Regions from separate parts of the Mus musculus genome. Here all the other regions are linked to region 1. The links are chromatin contacts, called in public Hi-C and HiChIP or PLAC-seq maps. All regions are on one chromosome and are shown on one strand. Each heading gives the region's core, a stretch centred on a gene start, on an enhancer-like site or on the middle of the called end of the contact. The rest is flanking DNA. Distances are from core to core; before and after follow the strand shown. Region 1 has its middle 100 kb from the start of Runx2os3. Region 2 overlaps Runx2 (runt related transcription factor 2). Region 3 overlaps Runx2 (runt related transcription factor 2). Region 4 has its middle 37 kb from the start of Runx2os3.

Evidence for each region. Hi-C and Micro-C count contacts between places; a contact is called where the count stands out from the background. HiChIP or PLAC-seq counts read pairs in DNA pulled down with a chosen protein or histone mark.
Region 2: a Hi-C map of CD8 T cells shows a contact between it and region 1, with 6 times the contacts expected there. The contact joins two enhancer-like sites. A contact is called at or near these places in 1 of 15 datasets of contacts at CTCF or cohesin (pro-B cells), 10 of 484 Hi-C or Micro-C datasets (the C2C12 cell line, CD8 T cells, Th1 cells and 5 more), 10 of 115 datasets of contacts at active chromatin or transcription factors (CD8 T cells, the HPC-7 cell line, Th17 cells and 7 more) and 2 of 9 other capture datasets (bone marrow-derived macrophages and embryonic stem cells).
Region 3: a FOXA1 HiChIP or PLAC-seq map of pancreatic cancer cells shows a contact between it and region 1. The contact joins two enhancer-like sites. A contact is called at or near these places in 1 of 15 datasets of contacts at CTCF or cohesin (CD8 T cells), 24 of 484 Hi-C or Micro-C datasets (CD8 T cells, CD8 central memory T cells, the CH12 cell line and 16 more) and 9 of 115 datasets of contacts at active chromatin or transcription factors (CD8 T cells, bone marrow-derived dendritic cells, bone marrow-derived macrophages and 6 more).
Region 4: a contact with region 1 is called in a BATF HiChIP or PLAC-seq map of CD8 T cells, with 8 read pairs. The contact joins two enhancer-like sites. A contact is called at or near these places in 2 of 15 datasets of contacts at CTCF or cohesin (both in the NIH/3T3 cell line), 22 of 484 Hi-C or Micro-C datasets (the C2C12 cell line, CD8 central memory T cells, the CH12 cell line and 17 more) and 6 of 115 datasets of contacts at active chromatin or transcription factors (CD8 T cells, effector CD8 T cells, embryonic fibroblasts and 3 more).

What each region holds. Positions count from the first base shown.
Region 1 is chr17:44,456,787-44,462,364 of GRCm38.p6, forward strand. No RefSeq gene overlaps it. Among named protein-coding and RNA genes, the nearest start is that of Runx2os3, 100 kb to the right of the region's middle. Within about 2 kb of position 2,450, at least 43 of the 459 cell types and tissues checked have an H3K27ac peak or open chromatin away from gene starts, as enhancers often do. A contact at or near this core is called in CD8 T cells, the NIH/3T3 cell line, Th1 cells and 4 more, where this site is marked.
Region 2 is chr17:44,657,710-44,663,287 of GRCm38.p6, forward strand. It overlaps Runx2 (runt related transcription factor 2), which reads right to left. Exons shown (of 7, transcript NM_001145920.2): 4 at 810-983. Among named protein-coding and RNA genes, the nearest start is that of Runx2, 76 kb to the right of the region's middle. Within about 2 kb of position 2,967, at least 27 of the 459 cell types and tissues checked have an H3K27ac peak or open chromatin away from gene starts, as enhancers often do. A contact at or near this core is called in CD8 T cells, memory CD8 T cells and muscle stem cells, where this site is marked.
Region 3 is chr17:44,615,015-44,620,592 of GRCm38.p6, forward strand. The region is part of intron 5 of Runx2 (runt related transcription factor 2); the gene reads right to left. Among named protein-coding and RNA genes, the nearest start is that of Runx2os3, 56 kb to the left of the region's middle. RefSeq lists an enhancer at 2,706-4,630. Within about 2 kb of position 3,392, at least 76 of the 459 cell types and tissues checked have an H3K27ac peak or open chromatin away from gene starts, as enhancers often do. A contact at or near this core is called in a colorectal cancer cell line and pancreatic cancer cells, where this site is marked.
Region 4 is chr17:44,595,894-44,601,471 of GRCm38.p6, forward strand. It overlaps a transcript of Runx2 not described here. Among named protein-coding and RNA genes, the nearest start is that of Runx2os3, 37 kb to the left of the region's middle. Within about 2 kb of position 3,403, at least 45 of the 459 cell types and tissues checked have an H3K27ac peak or open chromatin away from gene starts, as enhancers often do. A contact at or near this core is called in CD8 T cells, the NIH/3T3 cell line, Th1 cells and 1 more, where this site is marked.

The DNA.
Region 1 (5,578 bases), core at 1,200-3,699:
AGGGCTGAGAAGAGAGGCCTCTGAAGTCACAGCTTCCATGGGAACCAGAGGCACCTGCCCTGCTCTGTGGTCTCAAAGCAAGCCAAGAGCTCATGAGCTGGATGTTGGTGAGAAGGGGCTCATCCCCGTCATGGGGGAAATTCTCAAGCAAAGTGTGGTATAGTTGCTTCAGTCTACCTTGGTGGGGATTTTCAAAATATTTTCTAAAGCTTAGTAGTTTTTGGAGAACACAGCCACGAAGTATTGAGGAACAAATAGTCATAGTGTTCATTATGAGATCCAGGGGGCAGAAAGAGAAGCATCCCGGCTTTGAGGGCAAACTGGCTTAAATCCCAGCTTCAACTGAAATAAGCAGAGACAGCTCACCTCGATCCATCTTCTCTAGAATACAAGGATGAGTGGTATTAGGCACTCTTCTTATTGCTGTGGCAAAAACAAAAACAAAAACAAAAACAAAAAAACAAAAAAAACCAAACCTTACCAAAGCAACTTAAGGGAAGATTTGATTTGGCTTCCCAGTTCAAGGGAACACAGTCCATCATGGCAGGGGTGGGGTGGGGGAGTCATGGCAACCAGAGCTTGAGGCACCTGTAACATAGTGTCGTTATGTTACATTCTAATGTTACATTTGAGTGTGTGAAACATCAGCAGAAAGAACTGAACGCTGATACTCAGCTCACGTCTCCTTTTTATTCAGCTTGGGGCCCCAGACCTTCCAACAAATGGTGCCACTCATATGCCCAGTGGATCTTCCCATCCCAATTTCCCAATCTGGAAAGCCTCTCACAGATATGCCTGCATTTCCTTGGTGATTTTTAATGCTGTCAGTTTGAAAATCAACATGGACCATCATGCTACTTTTAGAAATTCATTGGAATTTCATTGGCCTAAGCTGGGTAAAAGTACTAAGTGTTGTGGCCCCTAGTATGATAGGCACTCAGGAGGTGTCACCTGACATCATGGTCTTGCCAATGAAATTGTGCTACAGTTCCTTCTGACTTTTGTGGTATCAAGGTGTCCTGGGTAGGTTTTTGTCAACTTGATACAAACTAGAGTTATCTGGAAAGAACTTCAATTCAGAACATTCTTCTACCTAGATCTCCACACATGCACGTCCATAGATTATTCTCCCAATTAATGATTGATGTGCGGGAGCCCAGCCCACTGTGGGTGGTGACATTCTTGGTGCATGAGTGATATAAGAAATCAGGCTAACATCACACCTACAGTCTAGTGTCTTTGGTACAGAACGCTATTCTGCAAGCTACCAAATAGAAACGTAAACACCAACTCAACCACAAATGCTTTGATCTACAATGCTGTTCTGCCTGCAAGAAAGCCAGGACAATGGTGGCACAAAGCTTATAGGAGTTGCCAACCAATAACTTATTTGACTTAAGGCCCACCCCATGAGATGGAACCCATATGTGACACTGCTTGGGTGACCAAGTACCAGAGACTAGACAGCCTATGGACCTAGAGTAAAATTAATTACTACTGTTCTAGACAAAAATCATAACAATAAAATAATTTTAATGGCATTCCATTGACCCATAGATCAGTGCATTGTTCAACCGTCTTCACCATGCAGCCTGCATCCTCCTGCAGCAGATGGGAAAAAATACAGAGACCCACAACCAGACATTATGCAGAGACCTTTGAACACTCAGCCCTAAATGGATGTCTTCGTCAAATCTAAAGGCTCAGAAAACCCTTAGGAAGAGGAGGCAGAAAGAGTGTAAGAAACAAAGAGAATGAAGGACATTAAAGAAAGATCTTAAGACACAGAAAAGTTAAAGGAGCAGTGGATAGGTAATAGAGTTGGGTTCCAGAGCCTCTCCAAATGGCCTCAGGCTGTGGCAGATGGCTCCTGGATTTAACCTAGCTAGAGGACAGAGATCTCCTAGGTCCATTTGGGGATCCATAGGCACATCTCTGGATGCTTATAGCTCCATCAAATGGTTCTCAGGTCGCAGGGCTGAGACACTAGTGAGCAAAGGTCACACGAAGTCATCCTCTCCTTCCTGGAAGGTAGAGCGGGGCAGCATTTGGGCCAACTACATTTTCAGAATCAAAGTTCCTATGAAAATACAATTTGCAACAAGAGCATGGTGCCTGGCTGGGAAAGGCTTGGATGCTTGGCATGGCATGGATGCAGACCCGGCTATGAGAGCTAGATTCTGGATGTGGGGCAGTATTTAAAAAGGATCTGGGAGAAGAGTCTTCCTTTATGGACAAGCTACAGTTAGACTAATGGATGCCTATAGTCGGGTGCCTACAAGGCTCAGCAGGATTCTGGCTAGCAATTTTCTGTTCCCTTGGCACATCAGAGTCACAGCAGGGTAACTCCATGGCCAAGGCATCATCTCATGACTAGAGTTGCAGGGTAGCTCAGGAGAACAGTCTGCTATGAAGCTTTCAGGGCTCCCCGTGAAGTTTCGGTTTCAATCTTAATAAAATATTTTTGAAAATTTCACAATTGCAGAACAAACAAAACCATGAGTCATGGCTCACAATTTCCCGGTGAATTTGCTATGTGATTGTGTCTCTGACAAGTGCATAGTTTCCAAGGACAAGGGAACCTTAATGTGAATATTTGACCTGAGGGGCATATGGTAAGGGGGAATAGTACAGCATCCCCCTCCTGGATATTATGTTCAACACCAGAACCCAAACGAGACTCAGTAGAGCTTGGCTATGAATTTTCCCAACTTCACACATTCATTGTAGTCCCCTCTTTCTCTGTATGTGTGTGTGTCTCTGTGTGTGTATATACATGTGTATGCCTGTATATACGTGCAAGTGCATATCGTGCATGTGTGTGGTGGCCAGAGGACAATCTAGAAGATTCTAGGTACTGAACTTGGGCTTTTATGCTTCTCAAAACAAGATGACTGAGCCATCTCCCCAGCCCCTCATCATCTGATTATTATTATTATTACTATTATTACTATTTCTGAATCATATTTTTGTCCTCTGCAATTGCATAAAATGAATTCTTCTAGGCCAACCATTTAAAAAAAAAACAAGATTAGATTTTCGTGAATGGAATGGTAGAAGTATGTGCAGAACCCTACAGGATTCTGCCACTTAAAGAACTCAGAACATTTCCATTCTCCTGTGGAAGAAATGGAGACAAGAAGCCAGACTGTGACACTGTCAGATATTCCCAGTAGCAGTACATTGCAGCCCACTAGACAACCAGTTAACAACAGCCAGAGGAACAAGGATCCACAGTCAAGTACACGTAGCCACGACTGATGCCACTCGACCTACAATACCCAAACAGGTCTCACCAGACTCAGCAATTATTTTCTCTTCTCAAGATTTTGACTTTTTGTTTGTTTGTTTGTTTGTTTTAACATATAGGCTCATTAACCTTGGGCATGTGCTACTTCAAATTTAACCTTGGACATGTGTTGATGCAAAACAAGAGTCTCATCTCATCTCCTCTCCCTACAGTTGCTTGCCACGATTCACTCAGCTCAGGCTCTTTGAGATTTTCAATTCTTATTGTCAGTCAGTGGGCTAAACCTTGCGGTAAAGGTCAAGGTTTCTCCTATCTCACACCATCATTGCCTTTTACACTCTCCCGGAAGGGCTCTTGTGCAATAGAAACCTGATTCAAGGGAACACATCTCACCAGAGACCTTTCAGTGAACGATGATCTGCAAATAGTCATTTTGTTGCTTGCCGAAGAAGGGGCTGAAATAAAACTTCAAATAATGACTATCGCATGTCATCCTCCAAGCCACCCAGGGTACCAAGGAGAAGCTTGTCCATTTCAATGGAGGAGATGTTATACAGTTATCCAAGTCTTGTTTGTTAGGGGGAGGGCGAGTGCTTTGTTTTCTTCTTGTTGATTTGGATTCCTCTCTCCTTCCTTCCTTCCTTCCTTCCTTCCTTCCTTCCTTCCTTCCTTTCTCTCTCTCTCTCTCTCTCTCTTTCTCTTTCCTTCCTTTCTCTACATCTTTTTCTCTTCTCTTCTCTTCTCTTCTCTTCTCTTCTCTTCTCTTCTCTTCTCTTCTCTTCTCTTCTCTTCTCTTCTCTTCTCTTCTCTTCTCTTCTCTCCTCTCCTCTCCTCTCCTCTCCTCTCCTCTCCTCTCCTCTCCTCTCCTCTCCTCTCCTCTCCTCTCCTCTCCTCTCCTTTCCTTTCCTTGTTGTTTTGTGTTTGAGACAGGTTCTTATATAGGCCAGGCTCCCCTCCAATTTGCTAAGTAGTTGAAGGTGACCTTGAACTCCTCCTGGTCCTCCTTTCTCTGCCTCCCACATGCTAGGGTTACAGAGATGGACTACCATCCACAGATTATTTGTTTTGTTTTGTTTTGTTTTGTTTTGTTTTGTTTTGTTTTGAGAGTCTTGTTAGGCAGTCCAGGCTGGCCTCAAACTCACTACACACACACACACACACACACACACACACACACACACACACACATACACATATATGTATGTATATATATATGGCCTCAAATTCATGGCCATTCTCCTGGCTTAACCTGCCAAGCTCTAGGGTTTCAGGCTTACATGGCCATGCCTGGCTCTCGGGACTTTGAAGAAGACATATGGATGACGGCTATACTCAAGAGAGAGTTTCGTTCTGTGCTTCTATTGTTACTATGTAGCAATCTGACCACCCTATGCTGTGAAGACTTCCCAGTGGGTCCCATGTACAGACTGTTCTCCCCAGCCAGCCAGAGTTACTGAGTAAGTGTCAGCGCTAAAGAGAGTTTGGATTCCGGAGCCCGCATACCTACCAACTGAGTGCAGTGACCTGCTTGTAACCCCGAGTCTCTGAAGGCCGAGAAGGGAGATCCCAGGAGCAAGTTGGCTATTGAGACTAGCCATGTTAGAGCTCTGGGTTTTACTGGAGACACTATGGCTCCAAAGACAGTAGTAAAAGAACTATCAAGGATGATTTCTGACATTAGTTTCAGGTCTACACACATGTGTTCCCAAGCAAAGATATGCATACATACAGAGAGACAAAGACAGAGATGGAGACAGAGAGAGACAGAGACAGAGAGACACAGAGACAGAGACAGAGACAGAGACAGAGACAGAACGAGAAAACCTTCACAACTTAGAATAAAAGCCTGAACCTGCATATGCTGTGCTTATACTGTCTACTTTCCCATTCTGCCCTATCTTCCTAGCCCAGCTTATTTACTATTCTTCAGGCCTTTTTTCCTGTCACAGGATTTTTACATGCTATGATCCTTCTCCTCTCCTCGAGAGTCTCATCTTATAATATACCTTCTCCCTCTCTTCTGTTTAAAGTGTCCCTTCCTGGTAGAACGCTTTGGATAAACAGGTGAGGTCATCTTCCAGTGTATCCCAGAGTGCCCTGTGCCAGCCTTTCACTGAACTGACCACTGTTGGGTTGGGATGGTCATTCTTCCCACTGTTTCGTGCCAGGCTTAGCCACTGCCCAGAAGAATGGATTTGACTTAGGTTATATTGCAAATGAAGACTGCTTTCCTACCTACCTTCTTTCTATGCCAATGTTCTTATCAGCTTTTACTTCAGCATCTAACAAAGGAAAAGGGTCAGATCAACATCCATTCCCCCTATGGAG
Region 2 (5,578 bases), core at 1,717-4,216, 200 kb after region 1:
TTAGTCTACTCTGCCTCTAGCAAGGACAACAAGAAGATGAAGTAATATTCTTTGACCTCTTGATATTTTTGACATGCAGATTAAAGATCTGCCACGATCCACACATTCTTGTCAACGGGACCTCAAAGCAATCAAACTGATCCTAAAGTAAGGTCTGTATTTGTACCAGTTGGGTAGAAAACCAAAAAGAGCTGGGATCTTAATGCATCATAGCCAGTTATGACCTGATGCTGGTGTTAAGAAGAAACAAAGTGACCTGCGCACTGAAACATATAAGCAGAAATGCAGTGTGGAGAACCGGAGCTAATTATGAATCCAAAATGGGTTCTGTCTGCCTGAAGAACTATTCACTGACCCTGCCTCTAACTACCAATCAAGGCTTCCTGTTAGCCCTTGGCTATTTTTGAAGCAAACTAAATGAAACTGTTATATGTGTAAGAAATTTACACTCAAATCCGAGTCGGCAACACTAATCTTCCAATGGTCAGGGTGTGATGCTGTCCCCTGCACCAGCTGGATACAATATAGAATTTATATCACACATTCTCCCACAGCACAGCTCTTCCCACCCCGCCACAGTGTACACGACACAGCTGTAAAGCCCAACATTAGCAGAAACCTTCATTTTCATCCCCAAGTTATCAAATGTCAAAACGGTCTTAATAAAAGGAAGAAATCAGTATCTTCGCATCTTAAGTTTTTCACGAGCCGATCGCAGCTCTGGAAGTCACGAAATGAACACATCTTATCTGGTAGCCCCTCACCCCCAGCCTGCCAGACTCCAAGTGAAACCTATGCGTCTGTCTTACCTGTAATCTGACTCTGTCCTTGTGGATTAAAAGGACTTGGTGCAGAGTTCAGGGAGGGCCGTGGGTTCTGAGGCGGGACACCTACTCTCATACTGGGATGAGGAATGCGCCCTAAATCACTGAGGCGATCAGAGAACAAACTAGGTTTAGAGTCATCAAGCTTCTGTCTGTGCCCTGGAAACAGCAAATCATAAAATAAAAGCACATTAATTAGCTGAACAATTGATCGTGCTATATAGATATGTGTAACATACATACTGGGTGGTTTAAGCCAAGGAATTATCAACACTGATATTTATTATGATCCGTCTATGCAAGCTGCTCTTCAAGCATCGTAGGGTGACAGACCTTCCTAATTCTATCTGTATGCGGGGACTGAGGGTCCCAAGAGTGACCTGAATCAAGGGTTCAAGAGGAACTCTCGGGGTGCCTCCTCTAGCCCTGCAATAAGAGGATGGGAAGACTGAGTGCTCTGGGGAATCCCTTCTCGCTTCACAATGGGGAGCCCCGTCTGAAAGCTCAGGGAGTCAGCTACATTCTCACAAACCCAGGGCAGGAACACGGGCAAACGCTTTTTGGAAGGCAGATTTCCATAGTGTCTCTAGTGATCTGTTTTCTTTTTGTGGTGCAGCTAGCTACTTATTCCTTGCTGAAAAGTTAAAACTCAAAAAAGGGAAACAGAAAGGAAGAAGGAAGGCAAAAGGAAAAGGGGCAGAAAATGGGGGGGGGAGATAGAAGGGAGGGAGAAACATAAAAAGAAAAGAAATACAAATACAAATACAAAGAAAGTCAGAAAAGAAATCTGACAAAGAAAATCAGATTTTCAAAACGGACAGATCTGGGGATTTTGAGATGTGCTAAAGCCCAAACGCGTATAATACACCCCATTAAATCACATAGAATATGTTTTCTTTTAAATCTACCACTGTAGCTTTATGCAAGAAAGTGGAAAGTGGTGTTGGGCCAAATAGGTGACTGTGAATGTGGTCACCCATTATGAGAGGGAGGGAGAGAGGGAGAGAAAGACGGGGGGGGGGGGGGGAAGGATGGAGGGGGGGAGGAAGGGAGGGAAGGAGGAGAGAGAGAAAAGAGGAGTGAAGAGGGAAGGAGGAGAGAGAAATAGAGAAACAGATAGGCAGACAGACAGACCTTTTCTTTCTTCTGGTTTATTCAAGTTATACAGCAAAGGAAATCTGGGTATTAAAGAAATGTGCAAATTAAAAATAGATCAAGTACTGAAACATCTTCAAAAGTCACAAACTCATCTACTATAAGGGATGTGGCAGTGTCTTGGTGCTGTGACCATGTGTGGCTGTGCACCTAACAGGAGAGGGTTGCTGTGCTGGGGAGCCCTATCTGCTGCTCAGCACTTTAGAATGTGTGCTCAAACAACGGGAACTGATGCAAGGCATGGTATGGGAATGATGACTGAATGAGAAGATGCGTTCTGAAGCAAAACTCAGGGAACCTGATTATTACTCATCTAAGAAAAAACCCTGAGCATGGATTATGAATAGCCTCTGTCGGGAATGGGTATCTGTCATGGCCTTAAGTGCTGTGACACCTTACCTTCCCCTACATTCAGCACAAGGGAGACAAATATGTCAGGAGAGGGTTAAGTTGAGCATTAGAATTCCCTAGCTATAAGCTGTCTTCATAAGACAAATTCCTTATTTTATTTGCCCCAAAATGTATTTTCCTGTCTCCCTTTTCATTGCCTACCCAGCCCAAAGAAAACAGACAGGAAGCCAAGGCTTGGTAATATGAGTGTAGCTGTCTCCACAGCCAAGCATGTTCCAACTGGGCCCATTAACTGAAATGCACCCACCTCCTACTTCCTGCCAGTGTGTGTTTTGGGCAGTGGATGTAACAGAAGGACTAGACCTAGTTGAAAACATGATCAGGAAAAAAACAAAGGAAATCCGTTGTTAATTGTCATTTTCCCCCAGTTTATACAGATTGCAAATAGATTTTACACACCTAAAGGTCTTTAGAGGTGACCCAAAAAAGCCTCTAGACCCAAACGAATAAATTATTCATAGGTGAAGTGGCCAAAGTCTGCCCAGGCGGGGCACCTAGGCCATGACCCTCAACTCTTAACTAGCTTGGCCAGCACCGCTTTACAGCTGTTACATGTAGGACGTGAGCTTCCTAGTCATCATGAGGTCTCATCAATGCTGGCTTTCTGTCTTCCTCTCTGAGCTGCCTCGGGTCACTCAGTGTAGCTAGAACACTTCAGAAGTAAGCTCAGCGAGGTGTCAAGACTAGTTTTCAACCTAAGCTGAAAGAATAGCTAAAATTCAATCACAATAACTCACCCATTCTCTTAATAAATAAATGGCTGTAGCAGACTGTCTTTGTATAGCTCCCTGGCTCTAACTAGTTTCACAATCAGGGAATTATTATACAAAGACTTGTTATAGTCAGATGTATAGAATATCTTTCCTCCTCTTCTTTCTTTTCTGATCTCTCTCTTTCTCTGTCTCTCTCTCTGTCTCTCTGTCTCTGTCTGTCTGTCTGTCTGTCTGTCTCTCTCTGTCTCTCTCTCTGTCTCTGTCTGTCTGTCTCTCTCTCTGTCTCTGTCTGTCTGTCTGTCTGTCTCTCTCTCTCTCTCTCTCTCTCTCTCTCACACACACACACACACACACACACACACTGACATACCTATTAAAAGCTTTTGGAGCCACTTTCTGGAATGGAGTGGTAACTTCCCTGAAGGCTAAAGAGAAGGCTGTTCAATCTTACATGGACTCATATAGACCACACTGTGTGTTCAGCATGTACAATATATGGGCACATCTTTATTTACTCTTAGCCCAGTGCTGGTCCTATTAGGAGAATGCAGACAAGAGGAAAGGACTTTGAATAGTCCTTGGGTGTGAAAAATGTAAAGAGCAGGTGAAATTTTTAAAGGCCCAACGATTTTTTTTCATTAGAGTTATCCTCAAAGACAGCTACCTCAGATGTGCAGACAACCTAGAATAATGTATAGCGTATCTTTCAGAGGATACCAATATAGAAAAGCATATGGATTTTCTGTGTTTCTCTATCCTCTTCTAGAAACCATCACAACCACTACAAGATCCTTACAGTACAATGCTAAACAAAAGCCAAATAGGTTCTTCATCTTTCAACCATGACGAATAGTGGCTGCCGCTAAACCACATCACGGGGCACTCAAATGACAGGCTAAAAGACATGCTGCAGTCATCAGCACCAGGCAATCCCTCCAGAACTAAGAACACAGGACACAACAGAGTCACACACTGAGACAAGGACAGGGTGACTGGTCCTGCTGTTTGGAGGACTAAACCTTACTTGCTCCTTAAGAGGAGCTATGCCAAGCAGCAGGCAGATGCAGAGAGTGGGCAATTTTTATGTTACTACTCTAGGGGGAAAAAGTCTAGAGGAAAGACTCTAGGATCTGAAGATAAGCACCCACCTGCCATGCAAGCAACAGGACCAGAGTTCGGATCCCCAGAACCCAGCAAGTGTGGGTAAGCATAGGGCTCACCTAATCCCAGCACTCAGAAGGGACAGACAGGGGATCTCCAGAACAGACTGGGTAGCAAGACTACCCCATACCAGTGAGCTCTGGGTACCAGTGAGAGACTCTGCTTCAGTGAATAAGGTGGACAGCAACTGAGGAAGGATTCTGATGTTAACCTCAAGCTTCTACACACACACACACACACACACACACACACACACACGAACACCTGCCTCTACACACTCATGAAAACATGTGCTCAAATCACACATAGCTATGGGGGGAGGGGTGCTGTGTGAAAGCACATCCTGGAGCCTCCCCTCTAGCTGAAGCTTCTTTCTCCATAAGTCGGTCATCCTTCTGGACCGGCTGAATAGGAAAAGACTCCCTCAAGCTCTGAAAGATATGAGCACCCAGGTCCCGGAGTGGATGGAGGAAAGTTATCTTCCTAAAGCTCCCTGTCATCTAATACAAAGGCGGGGCCAGAAAAACCACTGCCCAAGATTGTCTGAGATCCAGCATAAGCCCCACCTTCACACCAATGACTCCTCAACTTCTAGATGGAGCCCCACCTTCTGTCCTGAGTCCTAGGTTTCTCTCTCCCATTGCCTCCTTGAGGGATCCCTTAGGGTGTATCACAGGTGTCTTAAATGCATAGACTCAAAACGGAACCCTTGAGTCATACTCCAAAACAGCCTATTGCTCCAATATAGTCCCTAATGTCAATGAACATCACTGGCCACTCAGACGCTTGCAGTCAAGAGCTTAGATATTTTCCTTAGTCCTTATGTCCCACATTCGGCCTACCCCAAATGCTGGGACTCCTGCCTTGATACATTCTCCTATCTCCTCAGTTCTCTGCATTCCTCCAAGTGCAACCTTAGTCTCAGACTCTCTGAGTGTCTGGCGCTGTCTCCTCTGAAGTCTCCCATGCCAGGACTTCCCTATACTCCTAAGATGAAAATCTTGATTTTTCTGTATGGCCTACTCCTTATTGATTAGATCTAGAGTAACTACTACCTGTTTTGAAAGCCTCGCCCTGATTCCCATAACCAAAATATGTCCCCACGCTCTGGAGCACAGCCTTTACCTTCCTTTGTAGCAGTTGTCACAATCTGTAATTATCTTGTATATTTATTTGTCCCTCCTCAAAAAACTTGAAATCCCAAGCAAATGAGTGTCCTGTCTCTTGTGAACAGCTGGGTTCTTATAATCTACTCAGTGCCTGCATTACAGTAGATGCTCAATAAATATTTATGCAAGCCCTGACTAGCTCAAT
Region 3 (5,578 bases), core at 2,142-4,641, 160 kb after region 1:
ATGGGCACAAAGATGTTCTCAGCCCTCAGCAAGTCACCTGACCTCAGACTTCAGAGCACCCATCCAGCAACATCTGCCACTAAGAAACAGATGTCCCTGTTTTATTAGCATCCTGTCCCTTCCTTCCTGACACCCACTCTACCTAAGAGCCAGTGAGCACTGGCAAGACCTTGGGGAAGAGATGAACAGGGAAGTGGGGAGAAGCAGAGCAGACGTGTGCCCTTCCACACAGCTGGTACACTTGTCCCTGCCCAAGAGCCTGCGGCATCACTGCCATTAAAGTCATGGGGTTTCTTTGGAGTCAGTAAGGTAATGGGGGAGTAAACTTGAATCTCTCTGAACATCTGCACTTGTATGAACAGCCAGCATTTCAGAGTCATTGATCATCATTAATGGGGCTGGGATGTAGCGCCACGGTACAAGCACTTGCCTAGCTTGCAAAAAGACCCCACCTTCCATAGCTAAAACTGGAAGAAGAGGAAAGGAAAGAAGAGCTAAAGAGAATGAAACATAGATAATTTTGACAGTTAAGACACAAGAGTCTATGAGTCCATGAGGGTCAGGGACAACAGGGACTCCAAAGTGTCCTCCGGTCACAGACCCAACATCTCCCCTCTCCATCCCCTTCCCCTCTCCTCTGCCACCTGATAAGACAGAAAGTGGTGGTGGGAAGGGCACCTGATGAGACTCAGCAGGGCTACTGTGCTAAGGTGGGACGACAAGGAACCTTTGTATGCATGCACAGTTGGTTTCTACATAGCCTGTCCTGTTCCTCCGGATGTGGATGCTTCCTGTGGATGGTCACAAACTTGGGGCTCTCGGCTAAGTTTGACTGTGGCTACCCCACACAGGGTTCCCAGAGCAAGGAAAGCAAGCACCAACTGAAGAACTCATGACCACGAGCAGAACGCCCACCTCCCATGGTGTATAAATCTGTACTACTTCCTTATCATGCATACCTGGGATATTTGTGTCCATAAATACTACCAAGCCATTTAAATGAAAACATGGACATTGGCATTAATGTTGTTTTTAGATAGATATTTTTACTTCGTAATTTTAAAAAGAGCAGATTAACATAGCCATAGTGGAAATCAGTTTGGAGGCTTCTTTAAAAAACAAGCAAAACAAAACTCCTAAAAACAGAACAACCATATGACCCAACTACTTTTCTCTCCCCTTGGTGTATACCCAGAGAATTCCATATCTTGCTATACTCCGTGTTAATTGTTGCCTTATTCACTAGAGGAGAGAGCTGGAATCAACCTTAGTTGTCCCTCCACAAGTGACTGGATAATGAAAATCGGATATATATGAAATGTAGATAGATATAGATATCACATTTAATATATATAGGAATACTACTTAACATATATAGAATAATATATATACATACACACACATTTTTATATATTACATAATGGAATACTACTTAGCTCTAAAAAGTGAAATTTAAAATTTGCAAGAAAATGGATGAGATGCATATTATTAAGTAAGATCACATGATCTCAAAAAAGAAACTGCATTTTCAGTCTCTCACAAGTGGGATATGGCCAATAATATATGTATATATGGAAACAAATGTGCACATGGCTACAGGAAACATGGAGAAACAGGACAAGGTAAATATACAGGGGAGCAGGAAGGGCAGATGCAGATAATGCACATGAGTTAGAAGAGAGAATACAAAGCTGGTTGTTTTTCTAAGTCGAACTCTATCCTGGGTGTTTGTCTGTCTGGTTGGTTGGTTTGGTATTTTTGATGGTAGATAAGTGCATAAAATAGATCCAATAATAAAAGTGTAAAACCTAATTCACAGCTTCCATTCTGAACGCCAATTCTCACTGTATAAAAGCTCACTGGGTTGTATAGACCCTGGCTCTGGTTAATCTTGGTATGTGAGGTTTTTACTTATTTGCAAAGTTTTTTATAATAAGGTTTACTTTAAAACATTATTTTGTTAACTTGGAAGAACATATTAAGAAAATGAACTCTCTTGTGTTGTGTGTGTTGTGTGTCTTGTCTCTCTCTTGTGTGTCTCTTGTGTTTGTCTCCTTTCCCTTCCCCTCCTTTCTCTCGTGTATGTGTGTGTGTGTCAGTGTAGGGGTGTGTGTGTCAGTGTATGTATGTGTGTGTCAGTGTGTGTCAGTGTATGTATGTGTGTGTGTGTCAGTGTGTGTGTGTGTCAGTGTGTGTGTGTCAGTGTGTGTGTGTCAGTGTGTATCAGGGTATGTGTGTGTGAGTGTGTGTGTCAGTGTGTATGTATATGCATGTTTACAAGCAGAGCCCAGAGATTTTCAGTGTCTTTTTCAATCACCTTATGTTTTTGAGACAGAGTCTCTCTCTAAACAGGGAGCTTATCAATTCGGCTGGGTTGGCGGAGGGATCCACCGGTTTGTATCCCCCCACCCCCCAGCTGACTTTTCTTTGGGTGCTTAAGATCTGAACCCACATCCTCATGCTTCAAAGGCAGGATTTTTCCAAGTGACTCTTCCCATCCCATCCTTCCTTTAGATCCTCTACAATACATAATGGAAAAGCAAGTACTGCTGGGCAAATGGATAGCAGTTTGGTCTCCAGAAGTCATAATCCAAGAATCAATTTTAGATTGCACATAAAACATTCCTCTGTATCTTCACACTGAGATTTTAAAGGGATTTTATATCGGTTGTCTCTGAATTGGTCCCTTCATACCAAACATGACTAAGCAGAACAACACTGGACTCCACTTCATCCCCTAATAATTAGAAAAACACACCTTTGGGAGAAGTGCAGAAAACCATGCTAAAGGAAACATCAGAATGAGAAATAGAGCCAATATTTAAGACAATGAAATGACTAACAAGCTCTGCAGTTACACACACACACACACACACACACACACACACGGTGCCTCAAATCTCCAGTATAAATATTTGTTTTCAATGTTGTAATAATCTGTGCTTTTCACAGCATTACTCACAAAATCAGACAGACCAGCCGATCCTAAGGCTAGGAAAGTCTGTCACACTGGAGGAAAGAGAGCAGGCAAGAGCAGGGGACCCTGGCAACAGCAACTACTCCTTAAACCCACCCCAGTTTTAAGGATATTGCTGGAATAATATACTTCCACTCTGTGAAAGGGAAAGGGGACAGATGGTAAAAGATGTGTGAGCTTGTGTGTTTGTATCCAGAGACCCAGAGCAAAGGAGAAGGAAGGAGCCAAAGGCTGTGCGGGTGGAAGAGAGGACCGGGAAGAGGGGGAACGATCTTGCTAGGCCTTGATTAGGAACATTTTAAAGGAAGGGTGGATAGTCTTTGAAACCAGATCCGCTGCAGGAAGGAGGCCAGCACCCAGGACACCCTGTCTTTCAGAAGGGGCCACCCACGGTGCCGCGAGTCATATGACTGCTCTGTCACATCCTGAAGCCATTTCCAGCCCATGCACACGTCTGTGCTCCCATTTAGAGAGGATGGGATATATTGGGAACACACATATGGAAACACTTTCAGAGAATCAGTTTCCATGAAATTCATAATGAGCCAAGTGGCTTCAGATGTGGCTGCGTTCCTCCGATTAGCCAGGAAAAAAAAAAAAAAAAAAAAAAAAAGAGGAGGGGAAAAAGGAGGGAAAAGGGGGCAAATCCACCCTTTCAGACCCTATTTCAGTTTCAGAAAAATTAAAAACCACTAATGAGTTATGGCTACGAAAATATGGAGCCAGGATTAAAATGGGAGAAACTAGGAAAACGAGGCAAAGAGATTGGGAAGCAGTAGTCTTTCCCCCTAAAAATAACAGCTTCTATATCGTAATCTTATCTTGAATCTGGGGCGGCTTTCCTGTGATGGTATCTACCCGGAGCAGTGTAATTAATTTTCTGACATCCTGGCCGAAAGCAGTGAAGTGCGCATGTGCGCACGAGGGAGCCCAGGGAGGCGGGGAGCAGGGGCGGGAGGCAGAGGCTAGGAGAGCAACTCTTATTTGATAGCATATGTGGTCAATTAAGATTATTTTAAAAATTACAACTAAATGATAAATTGTTCCTAAGAAAAATCTTTTTCTTTCTCTTTCTTTCTTCCTTCCTTTCTTATTTTTATTTTTAAAGCTAGAATACAGAGAGTGCAGCCTGGTACTTTCTCATGACTTGAGCTAGTGGTAACTTGGACTGTATTAAAAGTATAAAGTTAGTTGACATCTTACATATGTGACACCAAAGCTTAAGCTGACAGGAAGCCATGGAACAGAAGAAAACAGCAAGTGGAAAGGCTCCTCACGGGATACCTGAGTGATATTGGTAGCTTAAAATATCTTATATTAAGACAGACAAAAAGTTCACATGATTTTTTTCTTAGATAAAACATGAGATTTGAATATACTCTCCTCAGGGTTAACTATGGGTGCCAATGGGCTGGGTAGCATGGGGAAGGGGTCCTCAGTTTTCATTTGCCCTGTGGGGTGCAGTGGAAAGCTGAGCAGCATTTCCTTGCAGCCTGGGGGCAAGCCTAACCCCACGCTGCAGGAATGCTCCGACCTGCCATTTCGGGCTGATGGGCTGGGAACCAGACCTAGTGACTGCTTAACCAACCAGGCTCTGCTCTTCCCCTGAGCTCCTCTAAGTGTTCTGGTATTTACATCATCCCACATGTGAACGGAGATTGGCTTAAATGGATGAATGGCCAACCCAGCAGCTGAGGCCGCGCTACCACAGCTCTGGTGAGCAGGCAGGATGACATCCATAACACCCTTGCTACTTATATTATAAGTAGATCTTCCACAACGGAGACTGCGTCACCAACCCCATCTTCTGAATGACAAACTCAAAGCTCAAAGAAGTGATTCCCGTAAAGTTACAGTTCTTGTAAGCAGATGAGTACACAGTGACCCTGGCCCTAGAACTGTGTGTCCCTTCTGCCACCATCTCTGCTAAGGTACTCTCTCAAGTCAACTCCGATGAATAACAGTCTAGCTAAGGCTGATGGTAACGCAGGTGGCGGCTGTGGGGATGGAGCTGAGATAGGGCATGGCGAATTGGTGTCTGCTACCTCTTGCCATAACTGACCCTGCTCTTGAATGTGGGTATTGTCAATATCACTGATGCCCTGTGCGGGCCTAAGTAAATCACATTTTATATTCCTTAGGCTCCCTGGCTCCTGCCCCAGGGAAACAGTGAAAGCACATGGCCGACATCTCTTCTTCTTACCTCTGTTACTGATTATTGGGAGCAAGCTAGAAAACCCATGAATCCAGACTCTGAATGCTCAAGTTCCTGACTGGCGCACACACTTGGCCCAAGGGTCCAACCAGAGTCTTGTCTAAAAGACTCTGCCTGGGAAGAGGGGCATGTGACATGGGAAAAGGAGACTAAGTTCTACTGTCCTCTAATACACAGACTGTATTTTTTAGATAGAGTTTCACATTTGTCCTATAAAGTGGCCCCTCTATATCAAATCCCAACCCAGCCTCAGACTAGCCCTCTGGAGTGGTTTGAATGAGATGTCCCTACCCTGTGTGCCCACAGTTCTTAAGCATTTGAATAATTGATCCCCAGTTGCTGGTGCTGTTTTGGGAGGCTTAGGAGGCGTAGCCTTGTGGAAAGAA
Region 4 (5,578 bases), core at 2,153-4,652, 140 kb after region 1:
TAGCTTTCTATTGCTGGCTGCTGGCAGCCATCTTGAATACTATTCTAGCTAGAGCTAGGAGATGAATGAAGATTTACTGAAACCCAGAGAGAGAGAGAGAGAGAGAGAGAGGGAGAGAGAGAGAGAAGTCATTTTGATCATCCTGGCTTCTCATCATAAATCTTAAGTCCATATGAAGTAGATGTTAGACAGTTGTCTGGAAACTGTTTTAAGATGCTCAGGGAGAGAGAGGACCTCCACTATGTTCAAAGGAAGCACTTCTGTCTCATCCCTGGGCTTCCCCAGACACCCCACACTCTGGTGCAAAACTTAGTGCACCCCAGGGGTTCCATTGCTGGCTGTAGTGCCGGCCCTAGATCATCTAGATCATCACTGCACTGTCCTAGAGACTTAGAAAGGGGCACCAGGTGCGATTCCCTTCGGCAGGTGCGGGGGTGGGAAGGGGGCACAGTCACTCATTGGAGAGAGTTGGAATTGATTGACAGGGATTTCTTGGCTGTGGCCTTTCTCTTTCCTGTTAAATGAGTCCAACAACTGCCAAATGGAGTTCAAGAATACTTTTTTTTTTTTTTTTTTTTTTTTTTTTTTTGCCAGTAGCGGTGTTTATATGAAACTAAATGGAAAACCTTGGAAGAGACCACAGATAGCTGGGGTCAAATTAGGGCCAAAATCTCCGTTGTTCTGAAAGCGTGGATGTGCTTAATATTTCTGGCCAGTGTGATGTGAGGGCTCTGTGCTGCTTAGGGACGGTGCCTATGGTAAGAGGCCTGCTGCAAAAGTAGTTTTCATGTTTGATAGGGGGAAAAAGATGCAAGGGATTTGAATCAGGGATTTATTAGCTCAGGGGTGAAGTGCATGCCTAGCAAGCAGAAGGCTTTGGGGTTGGTCCCTACCACTACACATACATACAAGAAAAAGAAAAAGAAAAAGAAAAAGAAAAAGAAAAAGAAAAAGAAAAAGAAAGAGAAAAAAAAGGAAAAGGAAAGGGGGAAAAAGGGTTCAAATTCTATAGAAAACTATCACTTTCAGATGTTTTAAATGTTAAAATTGTACATAAAAAAAAAATCCCACTTGTGGCTCTGGCTTTATTGTGATTCAAACTAATTGAAAGTTTTTCGTATGCTTTTTAAAATAATCATCTTAATTATCATGAGTAATAATAGGTACCCTCTATTTTACACCTATTACGTGCCAGACACCTTGCAGGGCATTTTCGTATCTCGTTAATTCATTTGCTTCGCATAGCCTCCATTATATAGATGAGAAAGGAGATTGTGTGCAAATCCGGGACTTAGGAGCGCTGCCTTTGCAATCAGGCAGATCTAGGCTTGAGACTTAATAGCCCTGTAACCTGGGACAAGTCTGAACCCCAGCTTCCTATCAGTGAAGTTGGGAAGAGAAACACTGTAACCTCTTCAGGGGGCCGCTGGGAAAACTGAGATAAAACAAAAGAAACATTACAAAAAGTAGCAGGTGCCCACGGCATTCTGTGACCACTACTAGATCTGACTTACTGCAGAGAGATTGAAGCAACGGCTTTCAAAGCCATCCAAGAGAAGAGCATCTTAGATCACCAAGCTCTCTCTCCCCCGGGTACCATCTGGGCTACCTGGATGTCAAGTACAGCATAGGAGGAAAAGGTCTGGGAGCTCTTTCTGCACCAAATGGCAAGAATGGATGTTGATAAAAGGATGCTTAGGGATATTGAGTATGAAGTAAACAGGAAAAACAACAAAGTACACTGAAGGTGATTGTTGGAATGAGTCTCCCATATGGCCCTGGGAGCCAAATCCCATAGACCCCTACCACGGGCACCTCAGTCTCCCAGAAATAATAGCAGGGTAGCCCGAGTCCTCTCAGAACAAGAAGCTCTATACTATCTCTGATAGGTCATTGGGAAAGAAGAAAGCCTGTTGCAAATGGCTCATATGCTAAAACAAAATAGAATCTGACAGATTGATGGGCTCTGACAGGGGGAAGAAGGAGTCAGAAAGATGGAACAAAGATGCCATTTTAAAAAATTGGCTCGTGGTCAGGATTTTACTATTTTCTATGGCAAAGGAGCCAGTGAAAAGTTCCTCCTACTGATGAATATTTTTTTCTACAGTCATTCAAAGTCAAAGGGACCAGAGCTTTGGACCCTCCCTCTGGAGGAACCTGGAGCCTGTCCTCTGGATAATTCAGAACAGGGCTGCATGGCAAAGCAAGAGGCTTCAGGGTCCCAGTAAGCAGCCGGACGGGGAGCAGGCGCAGGGGGGACACATTGTGTTTTCAGCTCAGATTCTGTGATCTTTCTGCCAAACAGGGGTTTACAAAGCAAAAGCTTCCAGAGAATTCTCATAGTTGCTGGCTTATTCTCTTGGTGTTCTTCTTAACAGGAATCAGCTGTTTGCATTCTCGCTCATCCAGCCTGTCACTGGGGAGCAGTTAGCATCTGGTCTGGCTATTATTAAAAATAAGAACATCCCGCTCTGTCGGGAGAACAGTACCCCGGTAATAAAAGGACAGAGATCATTTGCATTTGGAATCAGAGATGTGGCTCATGCAGGGTCTGTCCTTCCTCCCTCTTCCTAAAGTCTCCACCATGGGTCTCCCTCTCCTGAAACAGAGAGGCTGGGCTTATGTTCCCTTTCCTGAGGAGGCAGGAACCTCTAGTCCTGAGCTCCAGAGTGATAAATCTGAAGCACTAGCCTTTTTTTTCTTTCTTTCTTTCTTTCTTTCTTTTTAACAACTGCGGAAATGAAAAAGTAAACAAGACTTGAGCTGTGCTGGTATTTAAAAGAACTAGCTTTTGTTGTTGTTTTTGTCTTTTTCTGCTTTTGAGCACTGGACTAGGAGCCTGAAGGAACCATATAATTTATTTATTTATATATGTATATATATATATATGTGTGTGTGTGTGTGTGTGTGTGTGTGTGTGTGTGTGTGTGTATGATCCTTGAGAGGTTTTATTAGCCAATAAAAAGCCCTAGTTCCTATTAACCACTTAACTCCTTGGTCAGATTCAGCACTTGCTCCCTCCTTAGAGACTTCTCTGCCTCCCATGGCTCAGAACTGCAAACTGATCCCACCAGCCAATTTCTGCACCACCTGTTCTAGAAGATTCCAGTGAGAATCCTCTTCCGTGGTCATCTTAGAATTTCTCCTCTGCCAATGCCCCAAGGACAATATGGTCATAGCCAGACACATTTTCTCTGCCCAGAGACTGCCACCTTCTCCCCCGCCAAAGTTTCCTCAACCCCTGCCAAAGGGGCAAAGCCATCATGACCCTCATGGTCTATAATCTTAAATATTGAATTCCAATGGAAAAGTTAGGCCGAAGGTTAGACCAGTAGAGGCCAAGAGCCCATGTCTTTTTGGGAGGCAGAACAATGAGGAGAACCCAGAGACAGAAAGTGAAACTAGTCAGTTGCTTGACTGGCTGAAAAGGATGGTGTTCCAAAACCAGGCAGTGACTTGACTGAGGGAAGAGAGGATGACAGAGGGAGACATTTAAAGCCTTAAACCATTTCATCAGGACCCCTGCCCCTGTAAGTTCGGTGCTGCATGGGTTTGTTGTTGTTGTTGTTGTTGTTGTTGTTGTTGGGTTTTTTTGGGGGGGGTTGGTTTTTTATTGTTGTTGGGGTTTTGTTTGTTTGTGGGGTTTTTTGGTTGGTTGGTTTAAAATAACATATCTGTAGTATGGTTAAATCAACCCATTGTGAGATTCTACTTTGGAAGCTCTTGGAACCCCTACCTAACACACCATCTCTAAGTGCACTATGTCTGAGCTCTGCTCTTCTCTACCCTTCCCCCACATTCAGGCTAACTCTAGTACTTCTGACACCGTAGAAGTTTCCTAAGACCTGTAGAATACAAAGCCACATGAAGACTGGTTGTATTTTTGTTCTGGTCCTAACTCGTCACATTCCTTTGTCACTTTGTCTTCCAGCAGAATTTTGTTGAGAGAGAAGGGGGGGGGGGTGATCTTTTCTGTATGTTGTTTTTGCTTGCTTGCTTTTGCTTTTTAAAAATGGCAGGTGGGATACTTCACTTCCTAGTGTCTCAGAGTAGGACCAAATGAGCTGGTAAGAGCACATAGCCTTTAAAAAGTGAGCTGTGGGGATGGCTGGGTGGATAAAGTCCCTGACTCAGAATCATAAAGACTGACTTGAGTTTGCATGCCCAAAACCCACATGAAAGCATGTTGGGTATGGCAGACTGCCCGTTATTCCAGTAGATACAAGGAAGGCAGAGGAGAGCCCTGAGACAAGCTGGCCAGCCAGACTAGCCATCTCTGACTTCTGGGTTCAAATGAGAGATCCTGTCTCAATGAATAAAGTGCAGGGTGATTGAAAGTGACTCCATATGTCAACCTTGGTCCCCTCAGGCAATGCACATCCTTCCCACATATGTGTAAGTACACACACTCAAATACACATGCACACCACGCACACATACATGGAAGTGAGCAGAAAGAAGCAAGCAACATTCAAAATGCTAAAAAAAAAAAAAAGTAAATAAATAAAACAGGGTTTTTTAAAAAAACAAAACAACTGTGCTAAGTGGCCAGACACCAACATGACATCATGACAAGGTCAGAAAATGACATAAGTCTTAGTAAAGGTTAAGCAAATTTCCAGAATGGCATCTTTCTGCTTTATGATTGGCTGAGCGATTCTGACCAACAGGACTGGGTTGAGTCACAAGAAGCTTTACAAAAATTAGCAACTGCTTCTTCTCAAATGTCAAGTTCATCATGCTTCTCTAACTCCAGGAGCATCCTGTATCCCCTGCCCATGTGCTTCTCTAACTCCAGGAGCATCCTGCATCCCTGTCCACGTGAAGAACTAGTAACTGTGGGATAGCAGTGCTTTCCCCAGGCCATCCCCAAAACCCAGGAATCACACCTCAGGCAAACCAATGCCATCCCCGAGAGGGTACACTTCGGTTTCCTCTAATGGGTGCTCTCCTCTCCATCCCTCCCTTCAGGCCTGTTTGCCTGGATACACATCCCCGCTGCCACCACTGTCTGCTGTCCTCTATATCACCACCTCATCTAAGTTTTGAGGAGCAGCCTTTAAAATTCCCATTCTCAACGTCTCCAGATTGAACGGCTACTGCTGAGAAGCACCTAGGAAGTCCCAAAGAGGCTTACGGGATGCAGAGGGAGGATGGGGAGGAAAGAAGAGTCTGTTCGTAGCCCTACCTGGCCTCTCTTAACTCCAAGACCAAGGAGAAAGCCGGGAAAGGAAGAGGACAGCCATGGGAGAGGAACACCTTGCAGTGAGCAGGGGTGAGCAGCCCTTGGGTGCAAGCAGATTAGACATGTCTAACTGATGTGAAGAGCAAGCGCATGAGGATGCATGGCCTTTTGTGGATGAACTGGTGATGCCTTTGAAGTCACAGGAATGAGAAAAGTAGTCTTCCACCTCCCCTGAGAGACCTTGGGCGCCGATGGTGCTGTCCTCAGTCACTCAGTTTTAGCACTGTTTTCTAGGAAAGGCCTCCAAACTGATTTTTACAGAGCTGGGACAGACACTACAAATGGATTCCCTACTTCTAACCGGATAGCTTAGGTCCAGGCGGGAGCTCTGTC